3 separate regions of the Rattus norvegicus genome follow, and regions 1 and 2 are each linked to region 3. Evidence: chromatin contacts called from public Hi-C data. All regions are on one chromosome and are shown on one strand. Each heading gives the region's core, a stretch centred on a gene start, on an enhancer-like site or on the middle of the called end of the contact. The rest is flanking DNA. Distances are from core to core; before and after follow the strand shown.

Region 1 (3,907 bases), core at 594-3,093, 310 kb before region 3:
GAGCTCCTGGGTTCTGGTTTTGGGCAGGTAGAGGCTTTTTCTCTCCAACATTTCATCCAAACCTCTCTCTGTAGGAAAAAAGACTAAGAGAGGCTGACTGTGGTCTTCAGTTCTTCTAAAAGCATCCTCATAGGCAATCTTAATTTCTTTGAACCTATAGGCCAGTACCTCCTCTCACCCATGGATCAGTGCCTCCCCTTTATCACCCTCAGATAATCCCTGCAGACTCCTGCCAGATAACCTTCCTCCTTCAGTGCTTCTATACCCCTGTCCTCAATTGGATCACCACCCTTTAACTATTGACTACATGACAGTTCAACTTTTAGGATCGGTCAGATACACCAACCACTGCCTGCTTTGCGCAAACAAATTCAGTCTTAGTTTATTTATTTTATTTATTTTAATTTTGTTTACCTTAAAAACAAGAGTACTCTGTGTGTACGCATGCCTGTACACTAGAAGAGGGGGCATTAGATCCCACTATAGATAGTTGTGAGCCATCAGGTGGTTGCTGGGAATTGAACTCATGACTTCTGGAAAAGCAGCCAATGAGCACTCTTAACCACTGAGCCACCTCCCCACCCCCGCCTTAGTTTCTTTATCTGTGAAAATCAAGACTGAACAGAGAGATCACAGAAATTTTGATGTAAGGCTTAAATGAAGGGTGGGAAAGTCCATTAAGTATTTAGCACACCACTTGGCCCCTAGGAGGTATATTGTTATTAACATTATTATGCTTCACTGAAATTTTGACTTCCTGGTAAGATAATTATTAATTGAAGAAGAGTCTGTGGCCGTACTGTACATGTGTCTCATCCGAAGCAATCACATACCCAACAAACGCATGTCTCACTAAATGACAGCAACGTTTGACAAGGGTATAGAAACAGCAACTTATTGGACCCAAAACCGCACCACGGACGCCACTGTTGGAAGCTGCCGCAAGATGGTACATTTTCCACACTATATACAGAATAGGTTGCAATCGAAGAGTATTAAACAGGAGACGATGTGGTGCGTTATGATTTCAGCAGTCAGAGCAGGACAAAAAGAAGGGTGGCGGTGCTAGAGACTACTTTCTTTTCTCATTTCAGCAAAATGAAAAACTGAGGAGAGTTTAGCTGTGAAAGCCATTAATTCAGAAATACCACCAGGGTGAAGCATGGTGACTTGGAAACGCTGGAGTTCCCTGGCCCAGACATTAGGATAACAGAACATCAAGTGGTAGGGACCTCTGAGTCCATGCTGTTCAGTGTCACAAGGCCAAGGTTCTGAGAGGCCACCATAGTGTCAGTGTAGTAATATTACCTTCAGCCCTGAGACCCTGGATCCTCAGAAATACGTTGCTGAGTTAAGAAGTAGGGGCCACCCAGAGGAGAGACAGAGTTTGCAGATTCTGTTCTTCCTCTCCATACAGGACACATTTCCCAGAAGATCTGGGAGAGGCATCCCAGTCTGCTGTTGGCCTTGTGTGTTCTTTTCTCCTATGATCCGGGGAACGGTGTGATACCCTCATCCTTCCTGTGCCTCTCAAAAGTCCATAGCACATGCTATTTGGTGGGTGAAAATCAATTCAGGATCCTTTTATCTCCACATTAAATCCCCATAGCCAGCTGTTTTTATACGGAAGTCCCCACAGGCTGGGTCTGCTCTACTGACCATTAGCAAGAAAACAAAGAAGGAGGGAAAAGAGGGGTTGGTATAGGAGTCCAAAGGCGGGTGGGGTGGTGGAGGTAGTGGTTGTTAAACGATGTCATTTCCATGCAGTCATGAAAGAGGACAAGGGATCTTCCTCTCCTTGAACAATAAAGACTCCAGCTAATTTTAACTAGAGTTGGCTCTAAAAAATCCTGCAGTTGACTGTGAGTCACTGGCCCTCAGGGAATAGGAAGGAGTTAGGGGGTGGTGGTGAGAGGTGTGTGTGTGTGTGTGTGTGTGTGTGTGTGTGTGTGTCCATGCGTACGTGTGTGCAAACCACCGTGTATAATCTTGCAGTGCCCAGAGCCCTGGAGATCTTCGAACAGTTCAGCGGCGCAGGCCAGATTCATTAAAAACCCTGGCAACAGGCCAGCAGTTAAAATTGAAGCAGCATATTTATTGCATTTTGTTCAAATAAATCTGAAAACGTGTGAATCATATTCCTCGGAGAGATTGGGAGAAGAGGTAAACAGCATCAGGCTAATACTTACAAGCCGTGGTGGAAAGAGAATGGAGACACCAAAGGGTCTGCTGCTGCAGCGACTCAGGGCTGCTAGCTCTTTGTGGGTGACCAGAGGAAGCCCTACTCTCCCACCCCCTTCCCTCTGTGCTCAGCCTTGGCCTTAGCCTCAGGTGAGGTAGGGCCTCTGCTCTCTGCCCTAGGTTTCCCAATGGTTTCCTGGTTTCTCCCACCCTGCTCGTTGGGAGCAATTTCTCCCTGACACTGTGCCTGCAATTCTGCTTCACCACAGCAGCTGCAGAAATTAGATTCAATTACAGGTTTTCCTAAAATAGTATATAAGAGATAATCCCCCCTACACACACACACACACACACACACACACACACACACACACACACACACACACACACACACACACACACACACACACACCTCATGCCCACCAGTCCAGTTCCTATGAGGCTCACCAGGAGCTCAGGCTAATTACTGAAGCAAATGAAACTAGCTGGCCATCAGTGCTACAACTGGGCTGCAGTCCTTCTGTCACTATCGAGAGCCTTCAGTAAGCCCCAGAGGGCTTGCTTGCCTAAAGGAGTCAGAGCTGGGAAACTGGGAATTTGGGGGGGGGGGGGCTCAGTTTCTTTAAGTACAAAATACTAATAATGCTTCTCGGATGGTAATTAGGAGGAATTAATGTGTCATATAAAAGCTCCCGAGTCAAGAATGTAATATCTTCACCCCAAATAGCACGTTCTCTACTCCTGCCTGTTAAAGATACGCCTTGTGGACATGGATCTGTAATGTTCAGTTTCTAGTTTTCTCTGTTCAACCCATTTGTTGTCCTAGCATCGTTCTGCCACCAACCACCTTGTGTACTGCCTTTCTTCATACACTGACTGGTTGGTGTGAGATGTCGATAAAGACAGATTAGCACAATACACCCTCTTTATTATTATTAAAAAAAGCGTATCTCTACATTTTCAAAAGCTCTCTGGTCTTTCGACAGACACCGAAAGCATGGTGCATGGCTGGGCTGTCCCAGCCACGTTCATGGCCACCCAAGAAGATCAAGTGCATCTGTGTCACAGTCAAAGCCCTTGGGAAGGCAGGAGCACAGGCATCTGCTCATATTAACTGGTATTCAGTTCATAGGGAAAGCTTCCATGATGAGATCAGCAAAGATAAATTCAGCTCAGTTATCAGCAGCGAATCCATAAATCTGGAAGCACAGGTCTGAGTCAGGGCCAGAATGAGACGACCTGACACGGGACCTGGGAACCATTGATCAGAATCCCAAGAGCGAAGTTGAAAAGATGGCCAAGCAGCAGCTGTCCAGTCTGCTGCCTCCTCAGTGTTGTGGCAAACACAATTCCTCCTTTTCTGCTCTGTCCATGTTCAAAGACACTGCTCTGTACTCTACGTGACCTGGAACCTAAGGAGCATGTGGAGACTTATGCTACCTGCCTGTGCCTTTCCCTTCTAGCCCTGGAGTTCTAGATCCTATTGAGATACTTGTTGCCCAGGACCAGAGACCAGATCAAATCACTTACATATATCCATGATCCATTTCACATTTACCATGATCCAATTTCTGGGACCTTACATTCATTCCCACTTTAAAGAGGAGAAAACTGAGACAGACTAAATTATATTTTTATTTTAAACACTAGAAGCTAGAGTCCAAGCAAAGAAGCAGAGGTTGAAGTCCCTCTGTGTTTGTCCCTTAAGTATATGCCAGGGGGAAAT
Region 2 (4,019 bases), core at 973-3,472, 360 kb before region 3:
CATCTCGAAAACTTACGATCCATCTACCTGTAGGGGAAAAGTTCTGGCAAATCCTAGGCAAGGGATGTTCTACAAAATATCTGGCTAGCTTTCTTCGAAACTATGAAGGATACCAAAACAAAACAAAACAAACAAAAAAAAAACAGTTAAAATCTGAAAAGCCATCATATCTAATAGAAGCTAAATAGTGTAAAAATTAATAGTCATATGTAAAGGACATCAACATGACATGGGGAATGTAGTGATATTATTTTATTAATTATGATAAGCCTAACTATTAACTTGGACTTGCAGTATTATACCATTGAATTCTCACACTATAGTAATTAGGGAAACTGGGCTCAGAATGTTGTTAAATCTAAAGTCATCCTAAAGTATATTTTTGAAAGAAAGGAATATGTGTTACACACTTCCATTTGTGTATGTTCCTGAAGGAGCAAAATTGTGGAGATGGGACATGCATAGATGTTTGTTAGGAGTGTGGACATGGTGGGGGAGGGTGGTAAGTTTAGTGATATATGTGTGGGGATGCTACAACAGAGTATGTCAACTGTGCCAGAAGTTACATAAAGCCATGCATGCAACAGAATTCCATGAATCTTTATAAAATACTCAGATACACCACCACCAACACACATGAGCATGCACAGGCACACACACACACACACACACACACACACACACACACACACACGTGAGGCACACTCACATTAGGAGGACATGTGACTAGGCTCTGTGGATTTTAACCTATCAGGTTATTCTATAGATACTGCGTGGTGATTATGTGGGACACTGATGCAAGAGAAAAATTGTGAGGGGCATCTTTGAATATTCCTTTGCTCCTATGACTCTTAATTATTTCATAATAAAAGTTCCATACATCTTTAGATCTTCTGGGGCATCAGATATTAAATAACTGAGTGAATATTATTAGCAGGGATATGCTACCAAACCTCACTATTGTCTATGTTTTTGTCCCATCTTTCCTGACAAAGTGCTATGCCAGTTGCTTAGTTCGAGAATAGATTCAGGGGTATTTAGAATTCACATTATTGCTGAGTGAAATTTCTGTGTGTATATGTGTCTATAATTTTGAATGTGTATGTGTTTTTGTATGTATGTAATTGTGTGTATTGTGTGTGTGCTTATGTATGTGAATGTATGTATATGTGCGTTTATTTGAATGTTTGTTTTTGTGTGTGTATGTGAGTATGTATGTATGTATGTGTTTGTGGTATATGTATTTGTGTGTATGTGTATGTGAATGTGTGTGTGTGAGAGTGTGTTTGTGTGTGCATATGTGAATGTGAATGTGTGTGTGTGTGTGTGTGTGTGTGTGTTAGATTAAAACTAGAAGTGTCAGAAGCAAAGCAACATGCAAGATTTGAGAAGGCAGAAAAGGTAGAAGAACTTGACCATATTTTTTAAGACTCTATATTAGATTCGCTTCCTGGGTGTGTCTGCATCTCATCTCTGCCTCTCTCTCTCTCTCTCTCTCTCTCTCTCTCTCTCTCTCTCTGCTTCTCTCTCTCTCTCTCTCTCTCTCTCTCTCTCTCTCTCTCTCTCTCTCTCTCTCTCATTCCTTTCCCTTTGTGTCTGTTACTTATGTGAGACTGATAAACAGAATGTGTTTTGAAGCAGATATCCCACCAAGGCATCCAGCTTGGTGAGGAGAATCTCAGCTGGGTTTCATCTCCCAGCCATTGTCTTTTCAGTGAGGTTCCCTTGTACAGAGAGCAGCCTCTAACTTCACCTGGCAGCCACTGACTGATAATTATACACCACCGTCTCGGGAATGAATGAGGCCAGTTAGCAGGTGAGTGGTACAAGAAGCAATGATTGTGGGTTGAGGTCACAAGACCTCTGAGAGGAACTGAAGTTTGAATAAAGCCATAAAGATAATTAGACTTTGGAGAGGCAGATAATGGGGCGGGAATAATCATTATCTAGGTAGGGTAGCTTGAATAGATTCCAGTCGTGCAGGTTTGTAGTTTTCTTGCTGTGGAGGCTGAGACAGGAGGATATCAACACAATGAAAACCCAAACAAGAAACCTAAATGAGGGGTGGGCTTTTCTTACTCATCTTTATGAGGTTGGTACCTGGCACTGCGCTATCAAGGGAAGAGAGGGAGGCAGGCGAAAAGGGAGGGTGTATGGGCTTGACTATAGAGCTGCACAATGTCTTCCTAACCGTCAGTGTTTTGGAACGAGATCTGCTGCTGAGGCCACAACTCAGAATGCCACTTGCTTCACGAATAGTGAAGCATGGAGTTGAGAACCAAGGGCAGGGTTTATAGAGAAGGCATAAAGGTGACAAGATGCCCCACATCTAAGGATGCTGTGGACCTCACAGTGTTCCAGTTCCCTCTTTATAGAGCAGGTGTGGGATAGCTTCACGACATTTTACTCCCAGGGATAGAATTCTTCAGTGACAAAGCCAAAATATATCCTAGGCCTCAGGACTCTTTCTCCAATGCATTGTCTACTGAAAGGAAGCTAATTAGTTATTTTTAAAATATCAAGCTTAATAAGAGAATGTGTGTGCTTTCTGTTTGGAGATTTTAACATTTCTCATTCAGTGCATCCCAGCTTTACCATATGTGAATGTGAATAACACTTTGGAACTTGATTTTTTTTTCTCTAATTTCATCTTAGAAATTAAAAGCTTTCATGACAAGAAAGTATATTGCCACAGTTTTATGCGAACTAGAAATCTGACAAAAAAGAACTGGAAATCTGGATATTGGCATTTCCCACAAAAATCAGGGTTGGCACTATCGATGGAGATGCACAGCTCTGTGTGGGATCCCTTCCCTTCCCCACCCGCCACGCCCACTGGTTATCTCAACTGACCTAAAAAGAGCCTATTCCCGGCCATCCTTCAGCTCTGCAAATCAAACTACCCGGCTCTCCACCTCATCCCAGATGGGTCTTCAAGGTGGGAACTGTTTCCGACATCTCTGTCTCTTAACACCCTCATACAGGTAGATAGGGTGGTTCGTACACATCCTTTCAGAGTACATATCTGACTTTGAAGGCACAGGAGAAAAAAAAAAACCCAAAAACTATGTTCTTCATGTGGTTGTGATGGTGTCCACTGTAATCACAGCGCTTCTGTGGCGGAGGCAGGATGATTGTTCAGAGGCTGAAGTTGACTCAGGTTGCGCAATGAGACACCATCTCAAAACAGACAAGTAAAAGATCAGAAACACCACCCCCAGACAAAGCCCCCATCTATGTTCCTTCTGGATTTTAAGTTAAAAATGCCCAGAGACTAGAAAAATAGAGAGGACTGAGTCCTTCTGGGAACCTAACTTCTCCCAGGGATGGAGAAACAATCCCGTGGCTCTGGACTCAGAATTGACTTGGCTGGTGGAATAGAGTAGTAAGTTAACTGAAGGAAAAAAGACTTGTAGCAAAGTTATGAGACATTTATTGCTTCCACTTATCTATTTGTAGAGAGATTCATTCATAACAACACAGGTACAGACATTTGCTCCTCTCTTGAGAATGACTGCGAACACGCTGTTGGCTGAATGAAAACCCTGGACTTGAGACAAGGGCAGACTTTACTCCTGTGTGAGAAGCCCTTAAGAAGACATTATGGAGACACTTATACATCCTTACTGATTTTGGAAGTATCAACCTGTGAACTGGAATTAGAAAGATTATAGTTTCTCTGTTTAATCCAAGACAGACTATAGAGAAGAGGAAGAACTGACTGGGATTTTCTGAGTCCTGGGTCCTTGACGTTGTTCCTCCACCGTGGATCGGCCTCTGGAAGCTTCTACTCATCCCACCTGACCACTATTACTTTCTGTGGCTGCTTAAAATACCACAAGCCACAATAAATGTCAGAGAGACTGGGGAGGTTATGGAGGAAAAAGGGTAGGCTCATAACCTTTCTGTCGTGTATGTCGTGTTGGCTTTGGGACATGCAGTCTTGGAAGACTAGAGAAAGAAGGGAAAAAACCACATCCTATGTGTATTGTTATAAACTAGAAGAAAGTACAGACTGC
Region 3 (4,142 bases), core at 299-2,798:
TCACCGCCACCAACGGGCTACTCCAGTTAAGTCAGCACCACTGGCGACCCACCAGCCGGCGGAATCGCGCCCATCCCCGCGCAGCTTCGCGGGGACCTGCATCCCGCCCCCTTGGCCGGGTCCCCCCCACCCCTACTCCAGCCCAGTGCAAAGTCAAAGCCCCGGCAAGGCGACGTGAACTTTTGCATGCATGGCACACACCGCCCCCGGCCCCGGGCGCGCTGGGCCCGCGGCGCGGCGGGAGGCTAGGCGCCCCAGCTCCCGCGCCAAGGTCGCCGCGCTCGCTCACCCATGTCCCGGCGGCTCCGGCTCCGCTGGCCCGGGCGCTCGCTCAGATTCCGCCTCCGGTCGCTCGTCCGAGCCCCCAAAGGTGCTGCTGCGGCAACTCCATAGCGACGAGCATCTGTCAAACGGCGACGCGCGGGGCGGGCCGCCCTCGCTCGGGGGGCGCCGGGGCCCCCGGGCGCGCAGGCGGCGGCGAGCGCCCCGGCCAGCCCCGCGCTTCCCGCCTGCCGCGGCCGCCTCCGCCGCGCCACCGATTTACGGAGAGAGATATCAAGGGGGAAAATGGCGTCTCCGGAGCCCGAGGAGTCCTGGAGTAATCACATTCACACACACGCCCGCCCGCACGCACACACACTCGCACACACTCGCACACAGGCGCGCGGCGAGCCCGGCTAATTTTAGCAGGAACCAAATATAATATACATATATGTACATATACATAAATATGCATATGTACATATATATTATTTAGATTTCCCCATCTCTCCGTTCAATGCTATTTTTTCCCTTTTCTCCAAAGGATGGATTGGAGGGTTACAAAATGTTGCCCGGCTGGGCTCGCAGGAGGCGGCGCGCCGAGGGCTGGGGCGCTTTTGCTGAGCTGTGCAGTTCGGTTCCCGGCGCCCGCCGGCCCTGCCGCCGCTGGTCCGCCCGCGGTCGCTACTGCCGCCGCCGCCGCCGCCGCCGCCGCTCTATGGCCGCGCCCGCCCCGCGCCCCCTCCGCGTCCCCTCGCCGCCCGCCCGCGTCCCCGGCGAGCGCTGGAGTGGGGTCGGGCCCGTGTGCCTGCCTCCCGCGCCCTCTCCGGAGTCCCGGAGTCCTACTGAAAGGAAGGGGGAGGGCGTGCGCGGGGGAGGGGGAGGATTGAAGCGGCCGCGCGGCGGAGCCGACGGGGACTGCCACCCCGCGATCTCTCTCGGAGGGGGCGCGAGAGCCCACACTGCTCGCCCCGCGAGCCCGGGCCGCTCCCCAGCCGGAGCCCAAGGAGGCGCAGCCAGTGAGCGGCCGACGACCTCTCTGTCCCTCCACCGCCCCCCTGGGTAGATTTCGGTCAATTGAAGGGATCTGGGTTCTTGCCGGAGGGGAAAGGAAAACAGTTCGGGGACGCGGATCGGGGACCCCTCGCCGCTCCGGAGCCCCTCCCGCTCCCCAGTGCCCTCGCGGCCCAGTAGCTCCAGCGAGTCGGAGTCTGCCGCGGAGACTGTGCGGCCGCGGGGACCGCCGCGGGCTGGGCGCCGGTTCCCGGGCTCAACACTGCCACTATCTGACACAACAGGAGCAGTGTTGGGGGGAGCTAGCTGCGTGAAGAGACGCGAGACGTGATAGGCTCTCCTAAATGGGTGCTCTTTTTTTTTTTTTTTTTAAACCTGGTAATTACATTTCACTTCCAGAGATTTATATTTTTTGTTAAGCTACTTGTTTGCATTCAGACGTTCACCAGCATCTCTCATTATTCAGTAGAACCGGACCCTTGATGAAGGCAAGGACCAGACAGGGATGACAAATGCACATTGACATACAGGGTGGCAGAAGTGAACAACATGAGAGCAACGTCTTCCTTTCTGACAAAATAAAATAAAATAAAATAAAATACGGCGCTGTTTCAAATCCCTCTGAGAATCTGTATTTGGGTTACAAGGGTCTTTCCAGGACAACTGAGCAATGAAACCCCTCAGGTTTCTATCGATGCCCTGTGACAAAATGAGGTGAATGTGATGGTTTTGGGGGGCACCTACAATGGATCTCTTTTAAACCTCCAGTAAAATGGGAGTTTTGAGAGGGTTCCTGGATCTCATGTTTTCTAAGAGTTTGGGGTCGTTTGGACTGACGAATGGAATGACCCAGAGGTGAGCAAGAGGGCTTCCTTTCACCAAGCCTACCAGCTACTACGGTCCTGCGTTAGTTGATAGTATGAATGCTACCACAGAACTACGCTCAGGCTACCCTTTTACCTGGAGTTTCCAAAGTGAATCAAATTGGTTTCACCGTGGTCTACTTCTCAGAGAACGGCTCTGTTTGGACACGAACTTTTCCCAAAGCTGTCACTGAAAGACTTCAGGGTAGCATTTCAACAGGTCTTTTATCTTCGTTCATATTGGGACGTTATTATTAATTATTTTTTTATAATCTTTAATTATAAAAAAAAAAGAGTAGGGTGGATAGACTGCTAAAGGAGACAGAAACCAAGGCACAGAAGCAAGGTCAAAACCAAACGTACTTTGGATCAAATGGCCGTGAGCTTGTGCTCCCAGACTTCTGAATCCTAGACCTAAACAGAACAGAATCTAAGTCAGTAGTAGCATCCAGTAGGTTTCCCGTCCCTTCTCAAAGGAGAAGGCCACTCAGAAATAGGAATGGCTTTCCCACCCTATATGGCTGGCAGATGTCATAATCAGAAGGGGGAGGGGAGCACGCTTCCTGGTTTGTGTACAGGGTCTTCTTTTCCATCCCGTGACTCCTCGCTTTGAAAGCAAATAGAAGAAACCTGTTCCTTCTTCCAAAATCCACTACAATAGCTCGTTAAGTATAAATGAGTGCAGAGATGGTGTTCACCTGGGAGAATACCTAGTGGACTTCCGTCAGCACAATGTTGAGGAAACGGTAGACTAGCCCAAGCCGTAGAATTAAAGTCACGAATGGACCCTATGTCCCTTGTCTTCTCACTGAGGGTTTCTTAAAAGCCTGTCTTTAGTTATGAGAAGAGAAAGAAGGGAAGAAGGCAAGAAGGGACATTCTTCCTTTGTCTTATCTATGTAGAGAAACTTTCACAGTCTCTTCACACGTTTTAATTTATGCTGGTGTATCACCTTATGAAAATAATGCTATGCAAATGGAATAATGGAGGAGTCATTGAAACCGAACCACTTTCCTGGGTTGTCGAGCTCTTGTTCTCATAGAACTTTCCCCAAATACTAGCTGAATGTCCTGACACCTCCCCTCATCTACTTCCGTAATAGGTCACCTTTGGATGGCCTCCGCACTAAAGCCTAGGGGAGCAAGTCTCAGGCCGACGGAGCAGTCAACGGGCAAACAGTGATGTGCAGGATTGAGAGAGGGTGATCGAGCAGCAGATGAGAACGCACAAGGCATGTGCCTTTTACACTTACACATCTTAATTTTCAGCATCGTGTGGTCAATAAGCTACTGTGTAGTGTAGAGGAGGCGCTGAAACCATGGATGCAGCTAGAGGTGCAGGCGGGCCACAGCACCAACCCTCTCATAGACTGCACAGCTGAGAGGGAACCATTGGCTCATTAATTCCTCTGCACAACTCAGTACAGGCAGACCAGAGATGAGATCCTTACAGGGCGTACAGTACACAGATGCAGAAGAGACGAGCAGGGGTCATGTCTCTTTAACACTGCTGCAAACTTACTGTTTTTGTGCATTTAACATACATATTTCTTCTCTTCTGTTGAACACCTCTCTCTCTCTCTCTCTCTCTCTCTCTCTCTCTTTCTCTCTCTCTCTCATGTATCTTCTCAACAAAATGTAAAATTCATGAGGACTGAGTTTTACCTTGCATGGACCTTGTTAGAAAACGTAAGTGAGGCTCTCTCTCCCTCTGACACCACCATGTAGTCACCTGGGCTGTTGTTTATGCTCTGGGCACCTGGGTACTCATCCTAGAAAACAGTCACACTGAGGTAGCCCTTACCCAAGAGTCTATGTGGGAATGATGCAAGGACATATGGGATGATCGCATCCCACAGCACTTGGGAACTTATTTCATATGTGTAAATTTGAAATCTAGTTCAAAATTGAAAGAACAGCTCCCACCGTCTTCACAGGTAGGAAGGAATAAGGCTACTCCGTCTGTTCCTCCTTTGGTTGAGCTCACACAGTATAATGCAGTGCT

What was found. A called contact is a pair of places that touch in the nucleus more often than the background predicts.
Region 1: a contact with region 3 is called in a Hi-C map of frontal cortex, with 2.1 times the contacts expected there. The contact joins the enhancer-like site here to the promoter of Setbp1 in region 3. A contact is called at or near these places in 2 of 12 Hi-C or Micro-C datasets (frontal cortex and liver) and 1 of 1 datasets of contacts at active chromatin or transcription factors (oligodendrocytes).
Region 2: a contact with region 3 is called in a Hi-C map of frontal cortex, with 2.2 times the contacts expected there. The contact joins the enhancer-like site here to the promoter of Setbp1 in region 3. A contact is called at or near these places in 4 of 12 Hi-C or Micro-C datasets (the Rat2 cell line, frontal cortex, hepatocytes and 1 more).

The regions. Positions count from the first base shown.
Region 1 is chr18:74,519,153-74,523,059 of GRCr8, forward strand. The region is part of intron 4 of Setbp1 (SET binding protein 1); the gene reads right to left. Among named protein-coding and RNA genes, the nearest start is that of Slc14a2, 210 kb to the left of the region's middle. Within about 2 kb of position 1,844, at least 13 of the 93 cell types and tissues checked have an H3K27ac peak or open chromatin away from gene starts, as enhancers often do.
Region 2 is chr18:74,460,944-74,464,962 of GRCr8, forward strand. No RefSeq gene overlaps it. Among named protein-coding and RNA genes, the nearest start is that of Slc14a2, 150 kb to the left of the region's middle. Within about 2 kb of position 2,223, at least 4 of the 93 cell types and tissues checked have an H3K27ac peak or open chromatin away from gene starts, as enhancers often do.
Region 3 is chr18:74,825,907-74,830,048 of GRCr8, forward strand. Setbp1 (SET binding protein 1) reads right to left here and starts at 1,549. Exons shown (of 6, transcript NM_001427626.1): 1 at 290-1,549. LOC120098177 (serine/arginine repetitive matrix protein 5-like) reads left to right here. Exons shown (of 5, transcript XM_039097295.1): 5 at 1-602. The coding sequence ends at 602.